Regions from separate parts of the Anas platyrhynchos genome. Here region 2 is linked to region 1. The links are chromatin contacts, called in public Hi-C maps. All regions are on one chromosome and are shown on one strand. The core of a region is the stretch at or near the end of the contact, and the rest is flanking DNA. Distances in the headings are between cores, read along the strand shown.

Region 1 (4,633 bases), core at 1,020-3,519:
TGGGCACGGATGTGAAGGGCCACTTAAAAAATAAAAACAGGCACGGGGATGGCCAATATGCCTCTGCCCATGGGACAGGAGCCTAATTTGCCCCTTGACACATCACGGCACCGTCTATTTTGTAGATGTCCCTGTGCAGCACTGCCATTGCCCGCTCCAGGTCACACATCCTCCAGGTTTGTCACCACTTAACGGAGGGATAGGGGCTCCGTGCTGCCCCCTCCACTCGTCCAGGATGACACTGCAAGGTCTGCAGTGCCACGGGGTGGCCTTCTTCCTGATTGTCAAGCATGGACAAACATTTCCTAACACAGATACTCAAGTGTTAGGAAACAGCCCTCACCGGAGACACAGCAAATAGCACTGATACTGCCTGCAGTCTGCAACCCCGACTCTCGGTCGGTGACCCAGAATGAAGTTCCTTCCGTCACTCGTCCCCAGAGGCGATGGTCCCCTTGAACTTCACCCGCAAAAATCCTGCTTCTGAGCTGAAGAAAGGGGAAAAAGCTCTCTTCCCTGCTTACAGCCAGGTGGAATTTATTCTCTGCCTTAAGACAGGAGATAAAGAACACCTTCTAAGAGGCTTATCAGCTCCAGCCATGAATATTTCACTGATTTCACTTACTGCTGAGTAGGGAGAGGACTGCACTGCCAGCAGAAGTCTGGGCTTACAAAGCAAATGCAACACACACATCACCACTTCCACCTGCAACTCAGCCTCCTCCACAGAACTACAGAGCAGCTGTTTTCATAATGCAGCAGGGGGCAAGCGTGGCTGCAGGAGAGCCAGAGAGCCACCTCCCTCCCGTCTCTGCCCTGAGCTTCCCGGCAGCCAGAACCAGGCTCTGTGACAGAGGAGCGATATCTGTAACCATATCATGTAACCATCAGCTACAGCCCTACCTGTTCCCCGAATCGAGGCATGCTGACCAAGCAGGAATCAGGGCTTGTAAAGCTGCAGCTGGAGCACTGTGTCCAGCCTGCCAGGACAAAACAGACACGAAGCTCACAGAGCAAGCTGAGGAGAAGCTACTGAGGCTGCTGGAGGACACGATGTGTAAGGAGAGGCTGAGAGCTGCGTTTGTGCAGCACAAAGAGGTCAAGGAGGATATTGTTACTGGCTTCAGCCACCTAATGGGAGAGCAAGAAGGCAAAGCCAGGCTCAGAGCTGCACAGCAGGGGGACCAGAGGCAGCAGGACAGAGCTGCAGCCCAGCAGGGTGGCTCAGCACCAAAATGTGGGAGGTGGGGACTCTCCATCCCTTCTGACATTCAAGATTGAAGTTGGCTGTGCTTTGAGTAGGTGGTTGGAGCCGATAACCTCACGATACCCTCCACGAACTAAATGATCCTGCGATTCGATAGGCAAACAAAGCAAAGCTATCAGAAGAGTGCAGAGGGCACCCACTCGGCCAAGCATGCACCGCACATGACTTGAGCGCACGGTAGCCTTGAGCCATGCATCCCACACTCTGCACATCCCAGAGCTGTGTTCTCAGGAACTGAATGCTGTAAAGCAATAAAGCGCTCTAAGGCAATCCATTTTTTAAGAGATGTTATTAAAAAAAGGCACCAAGTAAGGCTGGGTCCTGATTCTGCACAGGTCAGGAGCCAGGACACCAAGCTCAAAGGGCAGTTTGAATACCAAGAAGGGGAAGAGCTCCAGGGTTAGCCTTGACCCAAAGAGAACTCAGGTGCAAGTGGGGTCTGGAGAGGCACTGCTTCTCCTGGAGGGCCACACCAAGTCATCCTGACAAGCTGTGCCCTGAGATATTTCAGCAAGAAATGGGAAACCCTCCTCTGACGGGAAGCTCTGGCATTACACACCTCCAACGGGCCGTACGCAACCAGGCATCTCCCCCGTCGCCGCAGGGCTTCCTCCCTTTTAGCTGGTGGGGTGAGGCAACCTTGCCAGGCTGCGAGGAAGGATTTCGGCAGAGCAGCACAGTGTTTCGGGGAGGCTGTGGTTAGACCCGGGCACCGGGAACCGCCACGCTCCTCGCTCGAGGAAGCTGCGGTGGCAGAGAAACGAGGCTGGAAAAGTCCTTAGTCATCCTCTACCTCAACGACTGCCAGCAGGCTCGGCAGACGTGTTCCTAGAGACCTCCAGGCGATGGATACGGCTGAGCAAGGCTGCAGCATCTCCTCCACCACCCCTGCCCTGTCTCCCACGCTGCAGGCAAGCCCCGTGATTTCTCACCCGCAGCCCTCCTGGCCAGCTGCTGCAGCCCGGCGCCTTTTTTACTGCTGGGGAGAAAACCCGCTGGCAAAGCAGAACTGGTAAAACACCCGTGTCAGGAGCAGGCCTTCACCCATCACCCAGGGGGTAAGGCATGCAGGGGAAAACAGCCTTCAAGGCTTTAGCCTGAGTTTCCCAGCCCTCATTTTAACAAGACAGATAACGTATTTCCAAGTGCAGTGTTTACAGCCTCCATCAAACGTTTTGCCAGAAAGAAGCAGGCACGATGACTGAAGAGTTTCATGCTCTGAGTCACAAGAGACCACAGCACTCCTTGCCCAGGGGCAGCCCTGCCATGTTCTGGGGCTTCCCAGGGCCCTGCTTCCAAAGGGCCATATCTAAGAAATCCTATATGTCTCCCCCCAGAAAACCACTTGGACAGAAAGAGAGAGACTCCTAGAAACACGCATTTGACAGAGGATCTTGCTTTCCCCAGAGCCACGCCTGGGCAGCAGCAGAAGGCCAGGATGTGGAAGTCCAGCAGTGACTCAAAAACCCGAGTCCTGCCCAAATCTGCCCGGGCTGTGGGGAGGAGGCAGCAAGTCACAGGGCGCAGCACCGAGCAGCTGCTGACCGAACAGGGACGGGGCTGGGGAAGGGGGCAGCCACTTCAGCTGAAACTCTCACTTCGGTCTCTTGACAGATTTCAAGCCAGTGAAGGCTTCAAAGAGAAACTTTTTAAACTCCACAGCCATCCTAACCAGCCTGGCAGCATCCCGAGGAACTGTTTTGCCCCAGGACAGCTTTCCAAGAAGCCTCGTGGCATCCAGACCAGACCTCAGCCCCGACACACAGAGATGCTTTGGGGCAAGCAGCACACGGAGGACACGAGCTTCTCCGCAGCCTCCTCCCTGCCTGCCAGGCAGGTGCCCCAGAGCAGCGAGTGGTGAGAAGGAACAGCGGTGGGGTTGTGCAAGGCCTCCTCAAATACTCCCAGGAGGAGCAAGCTGGGAAAGGCTTTTATTCCCAACATCTGCATGCCGAAGAGCCTCCACGCTTCTCGTCACAAAGGCAAGGGGAGCTGCTGGCATTTCTCCTCCAGGGTGGATAGGGAGCCACTACACTGAGCAGCACCTACCCCTGGGGGTGTTAGTGGCCAAGGGAGGTGAAAGCCAGCACGGGGAACCACAGAAGGTGAAGCAAAGGAGTTTGCCCTGACACTCGTGTGCAGTTCCCACAAGTCCCACATCTTTACCCCCCCATTTTCTAACCCATCTTGGTGGCTGGTGTGAGCTGCCCTAGAGCCATACGAGAGGCCGTGCAGGACAGGCAGGTTGGAGGAGCTGCAGAATTCGGCCCCTAAGGGATGGAGCACCCTCATGGCCACAGCAGCCACGCACAAAGCCCCAGCTCGCCATGAGCTGCGAGGTGCCCGGGTGCAGAGCTTGGAGTGGGAGTTCAAGCTCCGGGGCTGCAAACAGGGAAACACAGCCCATGGGGCAAAACCACCACGTCTCCCCCACACCGGGAGCTCCCAGCTTTGGGTTTAGGTTTCCCACGTGCTTCGTTTGGGGAAGAGAAGTGGTTTGGTGCTGTTCACACATCACCTAGTATGCCAAGGGCTGTATCCAACATCTCAACAAGCTCCTCTGGCCAGTTTTGGCCCTCCCCACCTCCCCCAAATGAGGTGACCTAAGGGGTGACCCTCTGCAGGGACTCACCAGCAGTTGGGCAGGTTGAGCGTGATGCTGGCCTGGATGCTCGCCCCAAAACGCAGGTAGCCCAGCACGCTCAGGCTGATGTACAGGATGGTGACGATCGTCATCCCCACGTAGAGTATCACCGGGAACTGCCGCGGGTTCTTCATCTTGTTTTCCAGAGGCAGCACCTGGAAGGAGGAGGAGGATGGAGCAGCAGTTTTCCCCTGTTCCTCTGCACCCCCAGCCCCATAGCTGAGCACAGCCCTACGCACCGAGCCTGGAGACCCCAGCTGGACCTGCTGCACTGGAGATGAGACCCTCTGCTCAAATTTGAGACCTCTGGGCTTAGCACGGCGAGCCCCCAGCAGGGTCATTTGTGCCCTTGCAAAGGGACCGTGTGCCTTGCCAGGGGCTGTGCCCACGGGAGCCCAGCACCTCAGGGTGATGCTGCCCACCCCACATCCCAAAGCAGCACGGCTGTGCCCGTCCCAATCCCTTATCTTATTTTTCCCAGCAATGGCTGTGGCACTTTTTCCTCTCGCTGCAAGTTTGTATGGACAGGTTTCAAACAGGCAGGACAATAAAAAAATAACACACGAGAGAAAAAAAAAGAGCAGGGACAATGCCCCATCTTGACACTACCAGCACTTGCTTCAAAGAATTTCAGCAAACATTTTTATAGCTGTCCTTGGGTGGTGGTGATTTCAAGGAGAGACAGTGGCAAGGCCAGAATAGCTTTTATTTGCTTCCCCACC
Region 2 (4,633 bases), core at 1,595-4,094, 95 kb before region 1:
CCCCTTTTGGGGAGCCCCAGGGTTTTCTTCAGCGTGTGAGCCCAGGTCTGCCCAGCTGGGCTTACAGCAGGATGAAGTTGGATTTTGCACCGGGGTTAGCTCGAGTTCAAACCTCAGCCTTGCAAACCTCTTGGCCTCGCTGCAAACTGAGCTCAAGCCCTGGGGGTCTGGCCCTGTTTGCTGCCTCCAAAGGCAGATTTTGGGTGGCCACCTGAGCGGGCAGTGAGTGGCAGGGATCTGGGCACAGCAGTGCCTGATGCACCCGAGCTGGACCGAGATGTGGGCGCATGCTGCAAAGCCCTGGCAGTGCTGCAAGGGGTCCCAGGGCTGACGAGACCCCCCTGGACCATCGCCTGCCCAGTTCCTGAGCTTCAGAGGGCAAAAGATGCCCCTCTAGCATGTGTGAGGTCTGTGTTTTCCCCTGGCACACTGACATCCAAATCTCTCTTTGACAGCCCTGCTAAGCCTTGTGAGCATGGAGAGGGCTCTCCAGGACTCTTTTATTGTGAGCTCTCCGTCATTTCTGGAGCTGCCTAAAGCCTCTGAGACTGACGAGCAGGCCAGGCGCTGCAGCCCTTGCTTCCCCCTCCCCACACTCCCCCTCCAGCCCTCGGTGACACCGCAGAGCCTGCCAGCAGCCTGTCCCCATGCAGGATCTGCCCCCGGGTGCGATGTGTCTGGGGGCCCCTTCCCCACCCAGGGACCCCCGGTGGGCAGGGGGACACCAGGACCCCCCCACACCAGCACTGGGGCATCTCCAGATGTGGCTGCACCCCTGCAGCAGGCTGCTTGACGCTCTCACCCAAAAGCAGGCTTTAAGCCGCCACGTATGTAAAGAAATCCCTGTTGTAATTATCCTCCTGGCACTGCCGTTTGTCTGAGCCATTAGGAGAGGGCTTAGCTTCGGGCTGCAGCTCCGCGCACTGAGCAATTGCCACGTTGTCAGTTAGAAAAGACGTGGTTTCTTTTCTCTCTTTTTTTTTTTTTTCTTTTCCCTCCCTTAAAATTTTTTCCAGATGTCTCTCTTTTTTTTTTTTTTTTCCCCTCTTCACAGAAACAGCTGCACAATCTCAATGCGAGCCGTGACTAATCCAGCGCAGGGAGCATGCGCCTCCCCGGGGTGTGGATCCAGCACATGGAACTGGGGCTGTGGGGGGGATGTGTGGCCTCTGGAGCCGAACAGCACCTAGGAAAGGGGCTCTGGGCTACGCAGGGGAGCTGTGGACACTCAGAGGAGATGCTCCAGATGCTACGAGTGGTTGTCGGCACGTGGACACGAGGTGTTCGGCAGCATCGCCACGCTGTCCTCAGCACGCACCGAGATGGTCGTACTGGGACCTTTTGGAGTGGCTCTGTGGGGACAGCAACATCCACATAGCACTCGGGGAAGGTTTTTGGATGGTGTGCAGCCAAATAAAGCAGGCTTCTCGTGTCCTTCCCCGCCGGCTTCCTGGGCAGCCCGACTGCAGATATCCGCTGCCTCTCTGGGAAGTGGCGATGGTGACACGGCCCCTCCACTCTCTCTTTCTTTCCCCTCCCCTTTCCCTTTTGCTTTTGTTTATTTTTTTGTTTCTCTTTGGCCATAAGGATGTTTATGCTTACATCTGCTTCTTGCACGTGCAGCAGAAGTGCCGTGAGGCCAGAGGTGGGGCGTGCTGAAGAGGTTTTAAGTCATGAAGGCACCCTACAGAGCAAGGAGCCGGCACAGCCTGGCAGGTCCCCTGCTGGCACCCAAATCAGCAGCACCATCGGTGGGAAGAGCCAGGCACCAGCTCTGTGCCTCGGTCCCTCTCAAAGGCAGCGTGTAATCACGAGGAATGGACCCAGGCAGCCAAGACAAAACACGATGTTGCATTTTATTAGGGGTGTCCTTCACCCTGCTGGTGCCCAGACTACTTGTCCCTAAGTCTCTGTCCTTCCAGCTGCCCCTGGAGAGCTCCCGCACCTCCCCTGGCTGTGTGGCATGGTCACAGGGCCACCCCAGCTCACCATGGTGGCAGGTCACCAATCCACCCGGGGGGTCCCCGATTCCAGCAATTTGACAGCCTTGCCTTTTGGCTGCTGCTTTTGATTTTGGGGGCTCGTGCTGAGCACCGTGGGGAGCAGACGGGGGAAGCCACCTCCAGCTGGCTTTGCTGCTTGGCTGCCTCTGGCCGGGCGGCTGCTCCAGCTGGGTTATAGCCTGCAAGGTCAAAATGTGAGGTGCTATCCGTGGGGAGCAGCGGGTTCAACCAGCACATTTCCAGGACACAGGATTTGCTCAGATCTGCTGGATGATAATCACGGCAGAGCGCTGAGGAGCTTTCCTCCAAGCCAAGCTCTTCCCTGCTCACCAGGAGCTATTTCAGACGTCATCCCTCTCCGCACTCTGGAAAACGGGGATCATTCTTTCCTCTCCCTTCCCGCAGGGCAGCCCCAGAGGGCAGCAGCGTTAGGAGAGGGGAGCCAAGTCCCTTCTCCCTTCCTCTGCGTCCTCCTGAGGGTGGAAAACACCAGCTCAGGGAGCAAACCGTAGCAAAATGACAGCATTTAAGGGTTTAACTGCAGCAGGCCGTGGTGCCAGGAGCTGCGCAAACCAAGGAGGGACGTGGTTGTCCTCCCTGCCCTCCGGTGCCAGAGCCAGAGCCCCAAAAATCTCATTGCAGCAGTGCAGGGGAGAGGTCGGGGGGGTCCCAATCCCTGCAGGACCCCTTTGACGGCAGCCCCGCTTGATTCCTCTGGTCTGCCCTCGGCACCAGGGCCGTGTCCCTGCCTGTATTTTGGGCACAGAGCCGGGAGGCGGGTGGGGACAGCCCACCAGGGAGAGAGGCAGAGGAAGAGACTGATTTGGAAAGATAGCGAGGAGGAGGAGGAGGAGGAGGAGGAGGAGAGGCAGCAGGAAACCCAGCCCACCCTTCGCCTTCCTGCTGCCTCCTTCTAAAACCCGCAGATTCCTCCAGCCCTCCCCAGCGCCTGAAGTTTCCTCAGCCCTGCTGCCAGGACTGCGAGGTATGGCCGGAGCCCTTCTCGGTCTCCTTCGTGCTGCTGCAGCTCCTGCTCATGGGGATCCTCGCAGGGACCCCAGCCCTGCAGCCCTCCCACCCCAGCACTGCTCGCCCCGTGCCCCCCACCCCGCTCGGAGCCTTCGGGGACCCTCCCTGCCTCCTTCTCTCGCTCCTCTTTGCAGCTTCCCAGCTCCTAACCTGTTACTCTATTTCACCGCCACATCGCCAGCTTAACGCTTTGGGGTCACCTGGATGTAAAGCTTCAATTTTTCTCCCTTTTCCCTTTTTCCCCTCCGGCTTTTGGGGTTGTTTCCTTAGGGAGATGCGCTAAACCGAGGTCCTGGCGCATCCTGCAGGGCAAACCAGATCTGGTCACAAACCCGTCCCCACCGTGCACAGCCCGGGGTGTGCTGGCAGGTGACGTTTTACTCACCAGAATACCTAGGGGAAGAACAAAAGGGTTGTCAGCTTTATCTCAGCGCAGCCGCTCTCATTTTTCCTGCGAAAAGAGGAAAAAAAAAAAGACACTCGGCTTTTTGTTCCAGGCAGACCGAATCCATTTCAGGTCCCGCTCCCTGGTTTGCTCAACTCCAGCTGATAGCTGGTGGAAACAGAGAGACAGGAGAGGAGGAACAAAGCTCTTTTTTTTGGCTCTTTTTATTTTTTTTTAAGTGCAATAACTTGGGACCAGTCGGACACGGCTCCGGAGCCAGGCAGAGGAGCTGAGGGCTCGCTTCCTTTAAAGGCAGCAGCTGGCCTTGGTGACGTGCAGGCAGCCAAACCCTGCTCTTTGTGTCCCCCCTGGAAGAAATCTCTGCTTTGCTGTCCAGCCGAGGGAAGGAAACCTCGCAGGGAAGGGGGCTCGGCTCCCCCCGAGGCTCCCCTTTCACATCGGAGAGAATTCGGGGGCACCGGGGAGGCCGCCAGCACTCCGGGTGCTCGATCAACGCCACCGTGCAAGAGCCCAAAAATTCTTCTTCCCCACCCCAGGGACAAAAATAAATCACAGCAGCTTGGGAGGGCGGACCAGGGAAGTTTTTAAGTGGAAATAAAAGGCTGTCGCGCCCCGCGCAGCTGTTCAAGCCAGGCTATTGTCTGCCACATAGGCAGGAGCAGGGATGCGGGTGTTGACGGGAGGGGGGGAAGAGCAGAAATAAACTTTTCAAACTTTTTGGCAAGCCCCTCCTTCCCCATTACGGCTTCCATGACTCAGCCCCGCTGGAATGTCGGCTCCCATGGAAACCCTCTCTGGGTCCTCTGCTCGGATGGATGTCGGGGCTGTTATCGCTGGAGCGGCTGTGGCGGGGCGAGCGCTGGGAATGCTTTGAAGATGGTTTGCATTTCTGCAGTGCATTTAGCAGAAGGATTTTTTTTTTTTTGCTCTCCGCTTTGTGGAGCCGTGCCTCGGTGGGAGATCAGCTTTCGGGCTGCCCCGGGAGCCCGAGGGACCCGCTTGCAGCTGGCACACGAGCATCCCAAATCCTTTTGGCAGAGGGAACAAAAGCAGCAGCACAGGCAGGGCAGCAAAATGCGTTATCATTTTCCCTTCTGGCTGCAGTTTGCAGGGTCTCCCCGTGCTTGCAGCCCGCTCTCATCCATGCACTTCTGGCACTGCTTGGACTGCTTCCCGTTCCGGGTGCAGTTTGGAG

What was found. A called contact is a pair of places that touch in the nucleus more often than the background predicts.
Region 2: a contact with region 1 is called in a Hi-C map of small yellow follicle, with 3 times the contacts expected there. The contact joins the promoter of SPARC here to the enhancer-like site in region 1. A contact is called at or near these places in 3 of 8 Hi-C or Micro-C datasets (F5 follicle, small yellow follicle and subcutaneous adipose tissue).

What each region holds. Positions count from the first base shown.
Region 1 is chr14:6,043,132-6,047,764 of IASCAAS_PekinDuck_T2T, reverse strand. It overlaps LOC101804862 (proton-coupled amino acid transporter 1), which reads right to left. Exons shown (of 11, transcript XM_027468220.3): 9 at 3,900-4,066. Among named protein-coding and RNA genes, the nearest start is that of GM2A, 14 kb to the right of the region's middle. Within about 2 kb of position 2,269, at least 4 of the 8 cell types and tissues checked have an H3K27ac peak or open chromatin away from gene starts, as enhancers often do. A contact at or near this core is called in F5 follicle and small yellow follicle, where this site is marked.
Region 2 is chr14:6,138,234-6,142,866 of IASCAAS_PekinDuck_T2T, reverse strand. It overlaps SPARC (secreted protein acidic and cysteine rich), which reads left to right and starts at 2,844. Exons shown (of 10, transcript XM_021277302.4): 1 at 2,844-2,988.